Regions from separate parts of the Rattus norvegicus genome. Here region 1 is linked to region 2. A link is a contact called in public Hi-C data. All regions are on one chromosome and are shown on one strand. The core of a region is the stretch at or near the end of the contact, and the rest is flanking DNA. Distances in the headings are between cores, read along the strand shown. Region 1 overlaps Slc44a1 (solute carrier family 44 member 1). Region 2 has its middle 51 kb from the start of Slc44a1.

Region 1 (4,659 bases), core at 21-2,520, 72 kb before region 2:
TAGTAGAAAGCAGGTTTATTAGATTACTTTCTAAAGTGATTATTTAGTCGTTTCGAAATCATAATGTCACAAATCTGTTTTGGTTGTTATTAGGAAATCAAACATCTGCACGGTGACTTGCCCTTGCAAGTCTAGCTTTCGGGAAGTCAGGGCCAAGAGGATCCTGAATGAGGTCAGCTTGGACTACTCTGCAAATTCCAGGTCAGTCGTGTGAACGGCAGAATGCCAATGTTAATTTCTTAGTTTTAGTAAACACTCCAACAATGTTTGTAAGAAGCTGGATGGTAGATACACACAGGAACACTGCGTATGCTAACTTTTTCTCAGTATATATTCAATTATTTGGAAGTAAAAGTTAAAATAGGGTTCTAACCCTATAGCCAAAATAAAAACTTGAAGGTGAAGCATTAAAGAAAAAGCCAGTGTCACAAAAGTCAATGTCATTAAAATTCTTTAATCCAGACACAGGAAACAGAGTTTCTCAATATGTGAACTGCCAAAAAACAGATATATCTGAAGAACAAAACCTTCCACTTCTCTAGCTCAGCAAAATATAAACCCATCGGAGCATAAATGCAGGAAAGTTACCTCAAAATTACAACAACAATTACAAACGCATAGACCTTCAGTTAGAATAAGCCATGTCTTAAACTGAATAATGGGTGTGGAGGGCTTGTAAATTTGGAAGACATTGGGTTTTATTAAAACATTTGAAATGAATTTATTACTATTACTGGCGATGGGCACACCCAAGTCTTGGTGTGCCGGTCAGAAGACAATGTTCATGAGTCTGTGGGATCCTGGGATCAAAGTCCTGAGCCAGCTTTGTGAAGCAGGTGTTTCTACCCACAGAGCCATTTCACCACATGGCTTTGCATTGCTGTCTTGAGACAGGGTCTCACTCTAACTCACGGTGGCTTGGAACTCATTATGTAGCCAAAGCTGATCTCGAATTCAGGGTAATCCTCCTGCCTCAGCCTCCCAAGTGCTAGAAGCTCCCATACTAGGCTCTAAAAGGAAGTTAACGTGTATAGTAGTTATCTCTATTTGCTAACTATTTTGTTTTTTCAAACTTAATAAAGAGTGTATAAAGATTTTACAATCTGATTAAACAAATTAATTTGGGTATTGATGTGTCTGGAGCTGAGAGAATGGGAGGCTACCTGTGCTCATGCAAGCTTTCACAGTCCTGTTCTGTCTCCACCCCCACCTCCTGCAGTACCTACATGGACTCTGAAGAGGTCTCACTCATCCACTGTGTCGTCGGCCAGAGCCCTGACTCCTCTGTTTATCTCTGCTCTAGTTTACCTTCTGTTGTGTAATTTCCCCGAGATCAGCCTACAACACAGCACATCTGCTGGAATAAAATTAATCCTAGCCGAGCAAACTAAAATGACTCCCCCACTGTTTAAAGAAGAGAAAGCTGAATCCTGCAAGAGAAAGTACGTACTTGACCACGAGCTCTCATCTGCTTTTCAAGGCAGAGCCCACTATTCAACACGGTAAATTCCAAAAGACTAAAGCTTCCACAAGTTCAATAGCTACTCTCAAGCTCCCTTGGGCTCCTTCATTAGCAAAATTATGTTGACTCCTACTTCCTGGGTGTTTAATGACCTGGGTACAGTGCTAGAGGACTCGCATGCAGTTGGCTTGTTACTTTTTAAGTCTTCTAATGAACCATGAGGGTTATGCACCATCAAATAAGGAAATATCACAAACACTGGCTAATTCCCAGGGTTTCTTGACTAGTGAGTAATGTGAGCTCCAATCTCTAAAGTCAAAACCCTCAGTATAATCTTCCTTCTGATGTCAATCCTTCTGTCAAGTCTCAGAAAGATGGTGACTTCCAGTACCATCCTAACTCCTCCCAGTGGAGACAATCATCTCTTCCACAGACCCACGGGACTCGGTCGTTTCCTTCTTTTGCTTCCATTTCATTCTCCCTCACACATAAATGACAAACATTGCTACTATTATGTTCAAGCACTTGAAGTTATTGGCACATGCAACCTGGACCTACGAGGATGCCTTCTGGACTGATGGGCCATGAATGAATATCTCTCAGGAAAGACCTCATGTTCAGAGAAAAATGGACCAATTAATTTTCCTGGTTGTTAGGGGAAAAAAATGTGAAGTGGACACACAGCGAATTTCTGCATATGCCACGGCACGGCACAAAGAGCATCGTTTAAAGCTTGGCAAGCCTGTTAGTCAGTCCTAGCCCTACTACAAAGAGGCTACCACAGGACCTGAGGGCATTTAGCCTGTGTGTGTCTTGATTTCCTTACCTGGGTCACAGAACACAGAAAATACACGGCATTGCACACAGCAAAGGATATCTGGTGAGCCTGGAAGTGTCCGGAGGACAGCATTTGGGGAACACTAAGTGCATCAAAACATGCCATACAGAACACAGCTGTGTAGTACTGAACTCGGGGCACGAGAGCTGGTTCTATGATCGCTGTGGACTACAGATAAATGCTTCCTGAAAGGAAAGCATATGAGCTGACTCATCAGAAGACTGGATAGAATGAAGAAACCTTCTAAATAAGGACATCATAATTAAAAGCAGAGAGGCTGGAGAGCAGATGCTTTTCTGAAAAGGCCGCCATGCTCTGAGAACGGTCCTTTCTCAGTTAAAAAAAAAAAAAAAATCAGAAGAGTAAAATGATGCCAAAATCCTGAGGGAATTTTAAATACAATGCTGAAAGAAGAGAACGAGGGACTGCTAAACGAGACAGAAGTTACTCCAAGGAAGCGCACACCGCTTAGAAGGGAAGTCAGCATCTCTAACGAGGGATGAAGGGTTTGCTGAAGCAGATCTTCCCGAGGCGCTGCCTTGACACTCTTTAACCCACTGCTGGTGTTCTTACTCCAGCATGGCTTTCGGCATGATGCCACAGAGCTAGATACAGACAGAACTTTGGGAATTAGCCATCGTCAGGTGGCTATGTAGACACGAATACAAAGCGGGACACCACAGGACTGAGGGTTTCACATGACTTAAAAAATACTGTCTGGTCCTTAGGGAGCTTTCAAAACCAGAAAAATGGTTTGGTTTTCTTATTTCTCAGAACAACAAAAATAGTCACATGCTCCTGAAGAAAACAAAACAAAAGACAAAACACAATCAGTAATTGTGGAGTGGTGAGCAGACTATCAGAACACTTACGATGGTGTGACCACCAAGCTCTGGGACTGCAGGAAAAGAGCCAGGCATTAACTAACTATGGACTCCAAGCTTACAGATCCCTGCTGCAATGAATGGATCACTCAGACACAATTCTACACAAATCATCTACCAGGAAATGGAGTATGAGCCCAGCAATGTAGTTGACATAGATGTTCTTTGTCCAAATCAGCAGGTACCTATCCAATCAGAACTGGGAAACCAAGAAAGGAAAAGCACAGCTCACATTAGTAAGAGCAAAACAAAGCCCACTCATCTCCACAGACTGCATCGACTGCATTCAAAAGTAAGCAGCGATGTCCAACCTCCACTACTCCATCCACTACGAATTTTAGTATTTTAGTATCTCTTACTCTAGTCAAAATGAACGTATACCCTATGCATAATTGGTCAACAGTAATAGTTTATGACAAACAGGAAGTCCCCAATGTCACTGTTGACTGTGGGTACATAGGTCAGTGAGGGTATATGCTGAGCATGTCTGAAGCCCTGGGCTCAGAATCCAAAACCTCAAAGGAAATATTAAAAAAAAAAAAAGGCCCATTGACGATGTCACTGTTGGAAATATAAGAAAACTAAACCATCTTGAGTCATTCTGATGTACTAAGGAGGAGGAACGACTGACGTTTGTAACTACTGACAGGTGTGGACTACAAGAAATCCCTGAGCTCTGCATTTGCTTTCCTCTCAACAGATGGGGACGACCCATTTGACATTTTCCCCCAATTACCCAGTGAGCCATTCATCAATCTTAAGTGGGACTCATGGCACTCAAAAAATAATGAAATAACAGAATTGGCACTACAATTCCAGCTCATGTGTTACTAGGTCATCTAGGCTCTTTAACCTCTAAAAGTGAAATAATACATAAAACCCTGAGAGAAAAACCGAACTGAAGATCAGTGGTGCAGTCCTTGTTTTGCATGTGTAAGGCTAGGTTTGAGTGCTCCAAATCATATCCATATCCATATATATATACATACAATTTTACTCAAATATTAGTAACATGTAAGAATAAAGCCTGAGCCGGAGACCTAGTTCAGCAATTATGAATACTTATTCTTGCAGAAGACCTGAGTTCACTTCTCAGCACTCACATCAGACAGCTCGCAACCATCCAGAACTCCAGCTCCAGGAACTCTGAGGGCAACTGCATGAACATGGTGCACACACACACACACACACACACACACACACACACACACACACATACACATGCATGTACACACACTTGGTATTTTAAAGAGAAACCTTGTGTCAAAAAAATAAAAAAAGTGCAAGTTATTAAAACTTTTTGCTGCATCGGAATAAATCCGAGCAAAAGAATAGATAAATAAGAACTAGGAAAGAATCCAATACTATCAACTCAGTAAATCAACAATCCTTTAAGATAAATAAGGGATAAATTGTTACATATTCTTCAATTATAGCTCTAAACACAAACAGCTATAACTTTCCAATTAAGATAT
Region 2 (4,637 bases), core at 1,399-3,898:
CTTTGTGACTTGAGAGAGCAAGGAATATAGGCATACCCGAGAAAATAAAAAATGAAAGCAAAGGCAAAATTTCAGTGATGACAAAAGACCAGGATGCAAAATCCAAGGTTGTATGTATTTGCTGAGGCGAGCCACTGATTCTATAGTGAGCTCCCCAAAGCATCCAGGGCCCCCCTCACAGTGCTCAATAGATCAAATCCAGATCTCACAGCTGAAAACAGAGAGAAACGTCTTCCTGTGTGATTCCCAAGAAAACTCTTCATGACAACTTTGACGTGCCTATAAAAAGCTCTCAAACAACACTTTGATGGACCCTTAAAAAACAATTTCCCTCCTTGTGGGCTAATGTCAAAACACCAGATACAACTAGCAAAAGCCAAATCAATTTTTTTTTCCTGATGGTTTGACTTGACCCAAAGATAACATTTTGACAGCTCAGAACAATGGGCAGCCTATACATCCTTGAGGAAAGATGTCTTCACAAACATTAGTTCCTGCTACTGCAACTTGATAAAGATTGGCCACTTGAACGTTTATACTGCCATCTATACAGAAAATAGCCCTATGCTTTGACAATCCACTTGTCAGAGAGGGCTGAAATATTTGTTTGCAATAAGAGAACAAGGACTCAAAGTATAAACATTCTCAAAATGGGTTCAGAAAAGCAAAAGCATGAGATCTCTACAGATTTGTGACACATAAGTGCAGCATTGTCTTTGAAAGGGCTTTGCCCTCTTTATCCATGTGGCTAGTCTTGGATTGAAAAGGATAGCACCTAGAGAAAATAGCACCTAAATTAAGGGAGAGATCAGTCCCATCCAGCTGAGAGAACACGGCGATTTGGAAGCAAAGCAGAAAGTGTTAGATTCACTTAATGAATTTTAAATGTTTGCTCTGAGCTGGCGTGTGGCCTAGACTGTGCTGCTGGCTTACGAAGGCTTGGTTGCCAACTAGAAACACATAGATAAAGGCGAGGCAGGAAAAACGTCAGGTCTGATAGGGTGGTAAGGGGTGCAGCCACCACCCATGGAGAGGAAGGGAAGGGATAGGCAGCTATCAGTGAGTGACCTGGGACTCTGACTGTCTTTATAGAGTCATGTCCCAATTATGGCCACCAGATTAAATGAGTGAAGACGTACACCAATTTTACACTAAGTGTGTTCGGAGGGTTTATGGTCCATGGGAAGCCAGCTGGCAGCACAGAAGCAAGCAGGCAATGAAATGTCTCAGAGTTACCCAAAAGTAATAAGCCTTTTCCCACAAAGTTTCTAGTAGGTTGATTTTTTTTCTCTGTAATATCTTCTTCACTCTCTGCCAGATTTAGCATCCACTTCCTGTGGGAGGTTAGCAGCCATAGCCTGTGAGTGGAACTATTAGCAAGAACAGTGGAAAGAGGACCTTTTCCTTCTTTTCTCAGAGGAGCCCATTTACAAGCTGCTCTCCTTGTGACTGCTTGGCACCCTGGGTCCCAACCAGGCAGGAGAGACCTGTGGACTCTTCTAACATCCCGGAGCCAAGCATACAATAAACACAGTCCTTCCCCAACATGGAGCTTCAGAACCACATAGTCTTAAATATAAGGCAAGAGAGGAGTATGGCTTCCAGATTGGCTAACCGAGTTGCTAAAAAATGTCTCCCACGATGAGAGAGCACAGACCTACCTTCAGCTGCCTCTACTCTTTAAAATAAAATATAGCGTGCTAGAGACTATGATGAGGCAGATGGGCTGCATGTTTCTCAGGCTGTATGCTGGAATGGGTCCACTAAGTCCCATTTCACTTAGGTGAATTGCTTTGGTTGAAGGCAGAGGGAGGGCGCCTGCTTCTGAAGCGCCGAAGTTCCGTGGTGTTTGTTTTCTACAAGAGCACCTTAGGCAGGACAATGAAGAGTAGCCTGGAGGGGTCCAGAACAGAGTAGAGAAATTTGAGTGTCACAAGTTTTTGTTTGTTTCGCTTTGTTTAATCATTACCAGAAAATATTACTGTACTGATGAATTCAACAGTTTTACTGTGTGTAAACACTGTTTTTAAAATTTTTTCACAACCTATTTTTTAAAGGTTTATTTATTTATTTATCTATTTATCTATCTATCTATCTATTTATTTATTTATATGTTTATGTGAGTGAGTACACTGTCACTGTCTTCAGACACACCAGAAGAGGGCATCGGATCCCATTACAGAGCCACCATATGGTTGCTGGGAATTGAACTCAGGACCTCTGGAAAAGCTGTCAATTTTAACCTCTGAGCTATCTCTCCAGCCCCACTATTTTGTCACAGAAAATTAAATTGTCTCCTCTTCTCTCCCTCTCTCCTTCCTTCCCTTCCCTTCTTTCCTTCCCCTACCTCCTTTCCCTCCCCTTCCCTCTTCTCTCCTCCTCTCCCCTCCCCCCTTTTCTTCCTGTAGTGGGGGTTGAACTCAGAGCGTCCTCACAAGCAAATAAAGTTTTCCTCTCAGCTCACATTTCTGGAACTCTCAGGGGAGTTCGTAAACACAGCAAAATACCAATTTAGCTGATCTCCTACACTCTTCAATAGCACTCTGACCCTGTCCTTTTGTTTTTCTTGACTGAAGTAGCTGGCACTGTTGAGTTGGCTAGCCCTGTCTCTGTACCCTGTGGAATGGCAGTGCCCTGGGTCACTCCTTCTAGGCAGCCACACCCATGCATGTTCACTGAATGCAATTGTGCAAGCCCTGAACTTCTGACCTACATAGTTATGAGCTATTGGAGGGAGGGGGTGTCTTTTCAAGCCATATAGTGCAACAACAGAAAATAGGCACATTCGCTCTCCTTCCTCCTTCACTTCTCAGAAGCAAACAGAACAACCCATTGGTCAACTATGGCTCTAGTGATCCGTGTCCCAGAAAGGAGCACCCATACTGCCCTCTGCTGTTTGCCTTTGATAAAGCAGGCACTTGTGAGTGAACTACCTTTTCTGAGATCTAGTCAGTAGAAGTTGTGGAAATACTGATGCCAACCTGTATTGCAGTCTCTTCTCTTTGGAATCAAGCAAACATTCAACACAACGGTCCTACATACAAAACTCTTATGAACAGAGAGAAATTAATGCACACAGTAAGACATATGAATGACAAGAAAAGGAACGGGGACCACCAGGGAGGATCGCCGATCCGAGACCAGCACCTTCCACGCCCACTTTATTCTGCACCGAGGCATGCTGGGAGCTCAGAAGCATTGTACAGAAACCTGCTGCCTGTTAGCTCTAGGGCCTATGCCTGGAAGCTTGGAGGGAACCAATGGATTGCTTCTACTAGAAAGGAGGTCCTGGGGAAGGAAAAGTTTGTTTCAGTCTCCATAGAAAATTATCTTCAACAACCTCCGCCCCGTGTGCGCGCTCGGTGAGGATAGACCTACATGTACCCTACACAAGCCTTACAGGTTTCCATAAGCCAGACAAGCTCAACCACATCTTTACCGCCCTGCCTTCCTTCTTCATAGACCCGGCACCTCAGAGACTAGCAAGGCCTAAAGAGCTGTATTTTGGAGAATTATTGAGACTACGTTTATTTATCCAGCTTCATGCTGGACCAGGACAACATATGCTCATTTGACAGCTTCTAATAGTCATGAAGTCAAGCTGCAGGGGCCAGGCACTCTTGAATGCCATCCTCATTGACCCCCCAATGTCACCACATGACAGAGACAAAGAAACAAGAAATGGTTGGTCTGATTGTAGAATGGGAATTTGAGTCAAATTTACAATTTATAAATGGCTTCCTTCCTTCCCTTCTTCCTTCCTTCCTTCCTTCCTTCCTTTCTTTCTTTCTTCCTTCCTTCCTTCCTTCCTTCCTTCCTTCCTTCCTCCCTCCCTCCCTCCCTCCCTCCCTCCCTCTCTCTCTCTCTCTCTCTCTTTCTTTCTTTCTTTCTTTCTTTCTTTCTTTCTTTCTTTCTTTCTTTGTGCTGCATTAGAGATCAGCTCAGGGCTTAGTCTGTGCTATCAGGAGCTCACTGAACAGCCCCTCTGACCATTCTTCTATTGAGACAAAATCTCACTGTGTAGCCTGTAGGATAGAGGTCAGGCTGGAAATCCCAGAGTGTTGATATTACACAGAGTTCGAAGCTGAGGGTCAAGTGCTGGCTTTGAAAGGCGAGGGTTTTGTTTTCCTTGACCTTCACAGTCTGTTTTACTCAAAGTTCACTGATTTCATTGTTAATCACACCCAGAAACAACCTCACCGAACAGCCAGGATATTATTTGCTCAAATGTTTGGATCCAGCAAGTTGATACATTAAAAATTAAAATTTAATTAAAATTAAAATATCACAGATGATAAAATTGACTGCGAGTCCTTAAAGAATGAGATATTTGGGGCTGGAGAGATGGCTCAGTTAAGAGTGCTGGCTGCTCAAGGCCCTGAGTTCGGTCCCCAGCTCCAAAAAAAAGAACCAAAAAAAAAAAAAAAAAAAAAGAGTGCTGGCTGCTAAACCACTGAACTGAGAATAGGACCCCTGTTGAAGGAATCAGAGAAAGAACTGGGAGAGCTTGAAGGGGCTCGAGACCCCATATGTACAACAATGTCAAGCAACCAGAGCTTCCAGGGACTAAGCCACTACCTAAAGACTATACATGGACTGACCCTCATAGGTAGCAATGAATATCCTAGTAAGAGCAC

Evidence for each region. A called contact is a pair of places that touch in the nucleus more often than the background predicts.
Region 1: a contact with region 2 is called in a Hi-C map of hepatocytes, with 2.8 times the contacts expected there. The contact joins two enhancer-like sites. A contact is called at or near these places in 4 of 12 Hi-C or Micro-C datasets (hepatocytes, kidney and liver).

Annotation. Positions count from the first base shown.
Region 1 is chr5:72,876,837-72,881,495 of GRCr8, reverse strand. All of the region lies in intron 1 of Slc44a1 (solute carrier family 44 member 1), which reads right to left. Among named protein-coding and RNA genes, the nearest start is that of Slc44a1, 20 kb to the right of the region's middle. Within about 2 kb of position 1,270, at least 26 of the 93 cell types and tissues checked have an H3K27ac peak or open chromatin away from gene starts, as enhancers often do. A contact at or near this core is called in hepatocytes, where this site is marked.
Region 2 is chr5:72,805,777-72,810,413 of GRCr8, reverse strand. No RefSeq gene overlaps it. Among named protein-coding and RNA genes, the nearest start is that of Slc44a1, 51 kb to the left of the region's middle. Within about 2 kb of position 2,648, at least 11 of the 93 cell types and tissues checked have an H3K27ac peak or open chromatin away from gene starts, as enhancers often do. A contact at or near this core is called in hepatocytes, where this site is marked.